Linked DNA regions of Anser cygnoides: region 1 is linked to region 2. Evidence: chromatin contacts called from public Hi-C data. All regions are on one chromosome and are shown on one strand. Each heading gives the region's core, a stretch centred on a gene start, on an enhancer-like site or on the middle of the called end of the contact. The rest is flanking DNA. Distances are from core to core; before and after follow the strand shown.

Region 1 (4,798 bases), core at 1,412-3,911, 54 kb before region 2:
AAATCTCATTTCCCTCCAGCTAAACTTAGGCAAGAATAGGGATGTGTCCTTGCAGAGGGTAATCAATTTGTGCTGTGCTGGTCTGTGCAGGTCCAACAGGAGAACGTGTGTGCGTGCAGGTACGCGCACCCCTTGGCAGATCACTAAGAGCCAAGACAGCTAAACAACAGGGTTTCAGGAGAACACCTCCTGCTTTCTGCCAGTACCTGCCACAACCCCCACGGACCACCTTCCCAAACGCCGCTTTGGATTGCCTACAGCCATCTGACATTGGCTTCAACAAAACTTGCACACGTGGAGCTGTTATCAACCTATCAAGTCCTGCTGGGGGAAAACACCTGTCTGGAATCACTGCGAGCTCAGCTATTTCGTTCCAGTTCCTTGAACAAACGGCAAGCTGAAACAGCAAGAGCTCCGTTCAAAGCAAAATTAAAAAAAAAAATCAAAATAATAATAATAATAAAAAACCAAACCACCTCCACACACCCTTCTCCAGGTATCCAAATTGAATTTTAGCTCTAACAATGTGCAACGCATCAGTCCCTTCATCTCCTGTCCGACGCCTGCACTGTGAGTGAATTTCTAGATTGAGTGAAAAACGACACACACACACAGGGCACTCGGGGGCTACTGCCTGCTCATGTCACAGAACCTAAAATCCAGCCAGTTCAGCTCAGTTTAGGCTTTATATAAAGGCATTTTCAGCTCATAACTGGCACCACTCCTCCAAACAGCAGCTTGCAACAGAAGATAGACGTGAGAAAACCTCTCTGGAATCCTTAGGGATGGAAATTGCTGGATGATGAGAATGAAACAAGCATAAGGGAGAGGTCTGCCGCATGGTGCAGCACAGTCCTGCAGAGCTTACGGTCCCCAAGAGCACGCTCCTGCAGAATCCTGTCCTTACACGCAGTCCTGCAAGAAGCGCTCGCTGTCCAGCACCGTTTGCAGACGAGCTGCAGTAAGCCTTCGGACGGCAGTACAAGTGTGCAAAAGGAAACCCGTAATTCTCTCAGCTATGTCCTACTTAACCAGTTGCTTCAACTGCAGAAGATAATTAATTAGTAGTCACAGGTTATCAATTTAAATAGTCCTTGAAGAGTCAGCAGGTTTCATTTTAAATGGCTAGCAGGCTAAGAGCAACCTGACACTGGCTTTTCTTGAAGAGTGCTACGAGCTGGTGCGGGTCAAACACGAGCTGTTGGCGCCCTGCAAACTCCAAACCCAAGTTCACTGCTCCCCACTCGGTGAGGCAGGCGGCAAGAGATCCTCGCTGTACTTTCTGCCATCCGGTGCCGAATGCTGAGAAAGAGCTTCCAGTAGGAAGAGGAAGGAAGAGCATGGACGCCACGCCACGTCCATCTACTGAAACACCTACAGATCATTTCTCACTTGGACGCCAGAAGGTGCTGCGTCACAGCAAGATCCAGCACCCATCACCATGAACTCACGAAGAAAACAGATCTCCTCCGACTCCCTGACTCCATGCATGCATGTGAACAGAGCGACTCACAGGTTTACCCAAAGATAAACTTGGAAGATATCACTTGGAAGCTTTATGGATTCATCACATCAGCCTCTCATATCTAAAACGTAAATGTTCGCATCTGAGCTAGTCAGTTTAGGCCAAAAAATCATATATAAAAAAATTATAATCAATACAGAGAGGTAGGTCGTCATTTAAGACGATGACTCCTCTAACCCAGCTGAGCTAGCAGCTCGTGGTGGCTGCGCTCTGGAGTCGTTCAGAGGCCTTCAGAGTCCCCCAGCTCACTTGTACCCCACTTCAGCAAACTCTGGGCATTCTGCACAACCTACTGTTCAGTCGTAAATCCTGGGCAGAGCATGCCACCAATCTCCACCTAGTCTTCTTTTCTGTAAAATAAGACTCATGTCTACCTCACCTATTCTACCTTGCCTTCATTAATATCTGAAATATGCTTTAAGGCAAGGGAAAACTATCAAAGCAAGATAATAGATGAATGATAATGATTAAGGTCTAGCTTATAATATCATATGGTAGCAGTAAGCAGATACTGACCTCTAAGCACCAAGCTCTATTTTAGTACCTTACAAAAATCGGTGAGGGACAGAGGCTTATCGTAAATACAGGTACCATTAAAAACAAACACACCCATATCTAGAAGGCTCTGCTGTAAACAAAACAGATAAAAAAGGTTAAAATTCAGCTCAGAGTTTAACCAAACAAATCTGACTCTGCACCCTGAAGCCGGCCAACCCCTAGCACGTTACCATTGCGTCTAGGACATACCAAGAACACTCTGTCCCCACTCGGGAATCAGATAACAAGAGGGAAAGTGCTCTGGCAGACACTGGGGAATCAGGAAAAGGTCGGAGGATCCCTTGGGTACCTGCAGTCCCAACCCATTCTCTGTACGGCTTGCTCACATATTAATGCCACTTTCATCTCATCCAGACCTTTCTTGCTTTCAGCGAGATCCCACCTGTGACAGCTGTCGAGAACTGAAAATTATGAGCATTTAGGAAACGAAAAGGCAGGCCTCAGCCAAAGTGCCTCACTCTCCTTCAGTGTCCGAACGCTTACAGCACTTAGGAGAGGAGCCAGATCAAGCCCTGAGGGATCCTTCCCTATGACTTGCATCAAAAAGTACAACCACCGTTACTAGCACGTGGCATTTATCTGAAAGAGCAGAATCAACCTGCTGAAAAAACAACTCAATGTCATCAGAAAATAAAAACCTCAATGTCATCGGAACCCATCACCACAGAACCCAAGTGTCTTTCATCCAATTAAATATCATTTATAAGGTATTGCAAGGGTTAAGTTTCAACCCCAAAGGAAATCATCTGTGCAATCATTTTAAGGCAAAGATTTTTTGCAGGAAAACCACTTTAAGAAACAAGAACTGATTAACTGTCTAGCCTGCGGGAGGAATAACTGAATTAGTTTAGCCCTTATGTGTGACAACAGTAACGCTGACAGTAGACAAAGGCCTTGGTCACTGCACTAACTAAAACCAGACTGAACCAACACTGGATGCCCCCATGTATCTGCATCCAAATACTGTTTTTACTTGAATTACAATTGTAAACTTCCAGTAGATCCTATCTTGATCTGGTCTTGATCCATAATTAAGGCTCTTAGTTACCACAGAAGTAAAAACAGGAACAAATAATTAAATAATTTAGTTTCTGAAGTCAATTATTTGTAGCTCTTCTAGGCTTCTCAGATTTCCTCCATGTAGGTCTGGCTCCTGGTAAACTATCACCAGCACTGAGAAAACCTCCCTCATGGTCAAACTTCGTATTGTTCCGGTGGTATATGGCTGGAAGGAGGAGTCGAGAAGACAATCGATGGGTACGTCCTTAATTACTTAGGAATGGGATCAGAAAAATCAAAAGAAAGATTCCAAATTGAACTTTAATTAATGGTGTTCTCAGGTGTTTTCAGCTTGACACAAATATGAGTGGTAGTAACCACAGCAAAAGGCCAAACACCAACGTGTGCAGGAGCCCCAGCCAAAAGAAGAGCTGACAAATGTCAGAGATGGGTGCAAAGTTACCCGCTGGCCTCCAGGCACAAACAGCGCAGCTCTGCCATTCTGAAAGATTCTTCTGAGCTAGCCCAAGATCAAGCAACGAGCACTTCTGGATGCTAGGACAAGTCACTGCAGGAGGAAGATATGTGGGAGCCTGCTCAGCTGCCAGGAAATCGTATTTATAATTAAGACATTGTCCCAATAATACCTTTTGCTTTAGGCTGGAAGAGCCAAATGCTAAGCAATAAGGCATCTCCAGGAAGACTGGGACTCAGTCAAATCTTTTTGCCAGACAGACAAAAACCACAAGGTCCTTCAGCTCAAGAAGTCTGTTTATAATTTTACACAGCAGTGTGTAAACACTATCATGTAAGCTTATATGAAAAATGCTAGGTCTTAAAGGCTAAGCATTGAGCAGCTGTTTTCAAATGATTTCTCCTCCGTCTGCCCTTGTCTGGGAAGAGGTTTGGTGCTGGGAACATACCCTCCATTAAGAGTAGGGGTCAAACCAAACAGCGTGCACAGCCCAACTGACATGAGCAGAGAGCTGAGCACCGTGACGACTGCCGCCAGTGCCAGGCCCCATTTCGATTTCACCATGTCAATCTTCCCTGAAAAATAGAAATGCAAAGTCTCTGTTACGAAGCGAAAGAAAATGACATATTAATAAAAAATCAAGAAGGGATCCTCATCCCGACTTATTTCTGCAGGTACTTTACTAGCTGCAGCCCAGAAATACTGGCAGTTCAATGTCTGAAATGCAGATCCCACATCCTCCCAGTACCCAAGAACTGTTACAAGGACGGGACAGAAGACGTGGCTTGCGGCTTATACTGGCTCCAGTACAGCACTGCAGGGGCATGAAAAAAGGAACTTAAATATGGCTGGTAAGGTCTAAATCCACAAGCTCAGAACATGTATTTGATCTAAACGACCACAAATTAGTCTGTCCAAATTGGAAAAAGCATCACTACTACAGCATTTAAAGCTGTGTAAGACAGGGAACACCTCAGAAGATACCACAAGGAGTAGCACCACTTTGGCTAAGAGGAACAAATCGGCAGAAATCAGATCAACAAGACTACTAATTCTCTACCTGACGGTTCACGGTAAAACTTCAACATCACCTTTGCTGCTGAAACAGGAGGAACTGCAGTGCTATGGATGGAACTCGTTTTTCCCATAGGTAGCCCTGGAAAGGTCTCCCTCACCACCCATCCCTTACATATGTACAGCTGTCAGGTATATATATATATATATATATATATATATATATA
Region 2 (4,673 bases), core at 1,210-3,709:
GAGCTCCTGCTCCATCCCCTCGGCCTCTCCTCCTGCATGCAGTCAGCCGGAAGGCAGCCCCACGTCCCTCCTCCTGCCCGCTGAAGCCAAGTCCACCTGACAGCTCTCGGAAGGCTCTGCGCTTCGCTACCACGCACGCTGCGCAGAACACAGTGGGATGCTGTCATGCAGAGCATACATTATTTAGCTTCTTCAAAACTTCCCATTGTTGACCTTTAATCCTGCCGATCCTCACTTTGCTGTCGCACTGCAGCAGCTTAGACTGTGCCCAAAACTCTCCACCGCCAACGTGTACGTGCCCAGCTTGTGAGGGGTGGGAATGCCCGAACCGTGCACCTCCAGAGGCAGTAGCTGCACCACAGCTCACGGGGGTGCACGGTCTGACCCTCGTCCCCCACCTGCACATCCTTCTCAAGGCCAGAAAGGGCTTGGGATGAAGCACTTTCAAAGGGAAAGCCGCCTTCTTGCAGCACCTTCTCCATCTGTCTGCCCCTGGTCTCTCCGCACGCTGCTTTCGCACTCTTTCCACCTGCAGGCTACAAAGCAGAAGCTGCAGCGACTTGTTAGAAACTGCCAAAATCAATCAGCAGGGCAGCGGTGGATGTCACAAGCATTCAGTGGTGACATATCAGATACACCCACGCAGGCAGCAGCTTCTTCCACCTACCAGCCCTGCAGTCAGCACTTGGAAAATGGCACAGACTTAACCGCGGCGATGCAGAAAACAGAATGGGAAGAGGAGATTTGCAAAGGGCTGGTGCTTTTTAAGCACAGCAGGACACTGATTTCTGGCCAGCCTTTGTAGCCAGGTGTGGTAGGGCATCCGAGTGTGGAGAAGAAGTCCACGTCCCTGGCTGATGGAAAAGGAAGAGCAGACACAAATCTGAGGCAATTCCCCACACAGAGGAGCCTTCGGATCGGCGCCTCTGCCAGGTTCTGCCTACGCTGCCAAGTCAAAACTCGGGATCTTGAGGCCAAACCTCCTGTCGGTTTTGCTCTTCTGAATTCCCAATTTGCACCAAGCCCCACTTTGCAGGGCTGCGGCGTCAGACCACGATACCGCTTGGCCACATTCCTTATCCCCAGTTTTGTCTCTGATTTCTCCGTCCATCGAGACCCCTGCCTGGGAGAAGGGCCTGGTGGGTGACAGCACCCCTGCCCGTCCCACGGCCTCCACCAAGGCTCCTCGTTCGGGGCCTCCATGCTCAGCCCCCAGACACCAACCTGAGGGGCCTGGGGGCTCGGGCAGCCTCTGCTTTGGTCCCACTGATGTCCGTCTGTCCTTCTGGCAACAGGGCACTGCTTCGCTGCCATTTTCTGGCCAAGCACATTACCCTACCGGCATCGTGTGCTCTAAAAGGGAAGGAGCAGGGAGGCTCTGACTTACAAAGCTACCATCCCGAACACGCCTTTATGGCCTGACCCAGCATCCATCAGGAAGGACAAGTTCTCCGTGACACACGTGCGTTTTGTTAACTTTTTACCCCAAGCACCTCACGGCCCTTACACAGGGTGTTTTGTCACCACATGATTTCACAGAATCGTAGAATCGTTAAGGTCGGAGGAGACCTCCAAGCTCACCTGGTCCAACCACCCCCTCCCAACAATGTCACCACTAACCCATGGCCCCAAGCACCACGTCCAACCGCTCCTTGAACACCCCCAGGGACGGTGACGCCACCACCTCCCTGGGCAACCCGTCCCAACGCCTGACTGCTCTTTCTGAGCAGAAATGTCTCCTCATTTCCAACCTGAACCTCCCCCGGCACACCTTGAGGCCGTTCCCTCTGGTCCTATCACTGGTTATCTGTGGGAAGAGGCCGACCCCCAGCTCCCCACACCTTCCTTTCAGGTATTTTCAGAGAGCAGCGAGGTCTGCCCTGCGCCTCGTCTTCCCCAGACTAAACACCCCCAGTCTCTCCTCGTAAGACTTGTGAACTAGCCCCAGAAAAAAAAAAACCAAAAACCTACAGGGACAAAATAAATGAACAGAGCAGCCTAAAGGAGCTTAAACCCCTACAGCGCACCAGAGGGGCGTGAATACATTTGGGGCAATGCTGTTTTGTGACCACAGCCCCCGGCCCGCGGGGCAGAAGCCTGGCAGCCCCCCCAGGGGCTGCAGGCGGGGTTGGGGGGGGGACACATTAGTGACAGCGGCGGTGGCACTGATGGTGGTGCCGGGGACAGCGCTGCCTGTGGCGGCGAGGCCCTGCCCGCGCCATGGCGGCCGCCCCCCCCCCCCGCCGCCCGGACTACAACTCCCGGCGTTCCCCGCGCCTCCGCCCCGCCGCCGCCGCCCTCACCGTGCCCGGGCGCTGCGGGGAGGCGCCCAGCAGCTCGTTGAGCTCCGCCAGCATGGCCGGGGGCCGCCGCTGCCTCCCGGTGCCCGTGGCTTCGTGGGGGGGGAGGAACCGCAGCAGCGCATGCGGCGGGCGGAGCCCTCTTCTCCCTCCCCTTCCCCCGGTTCCGCGTTCGTGGAGGGGGCGGAAGGGACCGGGGGGACGGACAGACCCCCCCCCCCACCTCAGGCGGCGGCCCCCGGCGTTAAATGGCGGCCGGGGGTGGTGGCGGAGCACCCCCGGGGGGGGGGGAGCCCCCCAAGGGCAGCCTGAGGGGGCGCCGGGCTGGGCTGGGGGGGGGCGTCGGGGGCTGTCGTGACAGGAGCGGGGGAGGCTTTAGGCTGAAAAGAGGGGGATTAGGGAAAAAATAGGGAAAATTAGGGAAAAATCCGTCCCTGTGAGGCCTGGCGCAGGCTGCCCCCAGGAGCTGTGGGTGCCCCATCCCTGGCAGTGCCCAAGGCCAGGCTGGATGGGGCTGGGGGCAGCCTGGGCTGGGGGCAGGGGGCCCTGGGCACGGCAGGGGGTGGCCGTGGGGGGTTTTGGGGGTCCCTTCCCACCCAGCCCCCGCCGTGGTGCCGTGGTTCCGCGGTCCCATCCCTCCAGCTGCTGGCAGCGCTCGGCCCCGGGCAGCCCGGGGCTCCGTCAGCCTGCCTTGTGGTCACCTCGGCCCTACGGGCGTGCTGAGGGGGCACTGCCCCCATCATCCGCGTCGTTAACATCCACGTCGCCCCTGGGGTCCGCCGCCAGCGCCTGGCCTCCCCCCGGGCCCTACACCTTGAGCCTCCACCCTTGGCACCCGGCCGTTCACCCGGGTAGATGCCGTGGCACGCCGGTGTCTTCAGGAGGGCTCTCCGATGTCCTTGATACTCCCCAGCAAGTCACCGGCACGTCCGGGTGCCGCTGAGCGTTAATTTGGGGCTCTCAAAGCAGAGCCCCGATAATTCCCGGCTGCTTCTCCGAGTAGTAGCAGCTAATTTACAGCCTGCAGCCGCGAACGTCCAAATCGCATACGGTTATTTTTTTCCCCTTTGCTTGAATTTGCTTTTATGCACTTGCCCAATTTACTGCCCCTTATTTGCTTTTGTAATCTTTTTTCTTTTTCTTTTTTTTTTTAATATAAATGAGGATTGCCCGGCTGAGGGAGGCATGCAGAGCCCTGGATTTGCCGAGGGACCTGGAGGAGCTGCGCGGTCCCGGCACTGCCTCATCTGCTGCGAGCATTAGGGGGCATCACGCGATGCTAATAAATGGCAAGCGCCGAGCAAGAGCGAGGAGACGCGTGTGTCGTTTAACGCAGGGCTACGAAGAACCACAAATTTCAATATTGAAGGGTTCTGTGGGCTTAGGGGGGGCGAACTGGTAGGAGAAGGGGACAAATCCATGGAGGAGAGATTTGAGGGCCAGTATGGGCTTGGGAAGCCCCTGAGCTGCAAATTTGGGGGTCTGGGAGAAGAGTTTTGGGACCACGCAGCGCTCGCCTTAGCCTCAGGTTTCCCCATCTGATGAGGAGAACTGCTGCAGAAAAGCCAGCGGGCTGCGTGGAGATTTGGTTGAGCCATTGCAGCTGTTCTTCCGCCTTTATTTTCGATGTTTACACGTGTATTATCTGTAGAATTTGCCACCCCATTCCCCGACCCTTTCCAGAGTGCGTAGGCACAGGCAGGGTGAGGTGCCCGGACCCCAAGATACCCCCCTGCCATCTCTCTTTGCTGCAGAAACCCACGTGCGTGTCAGCCCCGTGCTTCCTGCCTTTTAACCGGTCACTGAGCTGTGAAAGGGCTTCCTCTCCTACCCTTTGATGGCTTCGTTTCTCTAGGAGCCTTAGCTGAAAGCTGCTTTAAAAGCCCGGATCCCTTTGCTTTTGTTTTCCTACCCTTTCAGAGAGCTGGGAACCGGGGCTCTGGTCTCGGGGCGTGGGTAACCAGCTCCGGCCGGGCTCCGTGCCTTGACTGCCTCGCTGCCCTTCCAAGTGGCCTCCCCCTGGCTCCTGTCCTCCCAGCCCTCGGGGTTTGTCTGCAGAGCCCCATCCGCATCGCAGAGGGACTTGGCAGAGCCCGGGGATGTTCCTACCTGGGAGCTCTCTACAGGGCAGCATTCGTACGCCGGTAAACGGGGCGTTTTTCTGACCACCTTTTGTCTGCACCGTCACGTTTCTCTCCCCGTAGCACTTCCCTTCCAGCTCCTCCAGGAGCCGCAGAGCCCTCAGCGCCTTGTAAATGAAATGTAAAAATCCTGCCTTTTTCTCTTTGCAGTGGGAAGGGGACCAAAGACGCACGCAAAGTACAGCTGCGTCTCTCAAAACACCTCTTGTCCTTCTTAATGTATTCCTTCTCA

Evidence for each region. Hi-C and Micro-C count contacts between places; a contact is called where the count stands out from the background.
Region 1: a Hi-C map of liver shows a contact between it and region 2, with 1.7 times the contacts expected there. The contact joins the enhancer-like site here to the promoter of ELP6 in region 2. A contact is called at or near these places in 3 of 7 Hi-C or Micro-C datasets (all in liver).

Annotation. Positions count from the first base shown.
Region 1 is chr2:1,268,169-1,272,966 of Taihu_goose_T2T_genome, reverse strand. It overlaps SCAP (SREBF chaperone), which reads right to left. Exons shown (of 24, transcript XM_066991038.1): 9 at 4,006-4,132. Among named protein-coding and RNA genes, the nearest start is that of PTPN23, 34 kb to the left of the region's middle. Within about 2 kb of position 2,661, at least 1 of the 3 cell types and tissues checked has open chromatin away from gene starts, as enhancers often do. A contact at or near this core is called in liver, where this site is marked.
Region 2 is chr2:1,214,107-1,218,779 of Taihu_goose_T2T_genome, reverse strand. It overlaps ELP6 (elongator acetyltransferase complex subunit 6), which reads right to left and starts at 2,459. Exons shown (of 7, transcript XM_066991103.1): 1 at 2,304-2,459. The coding sequence starts at 2,357.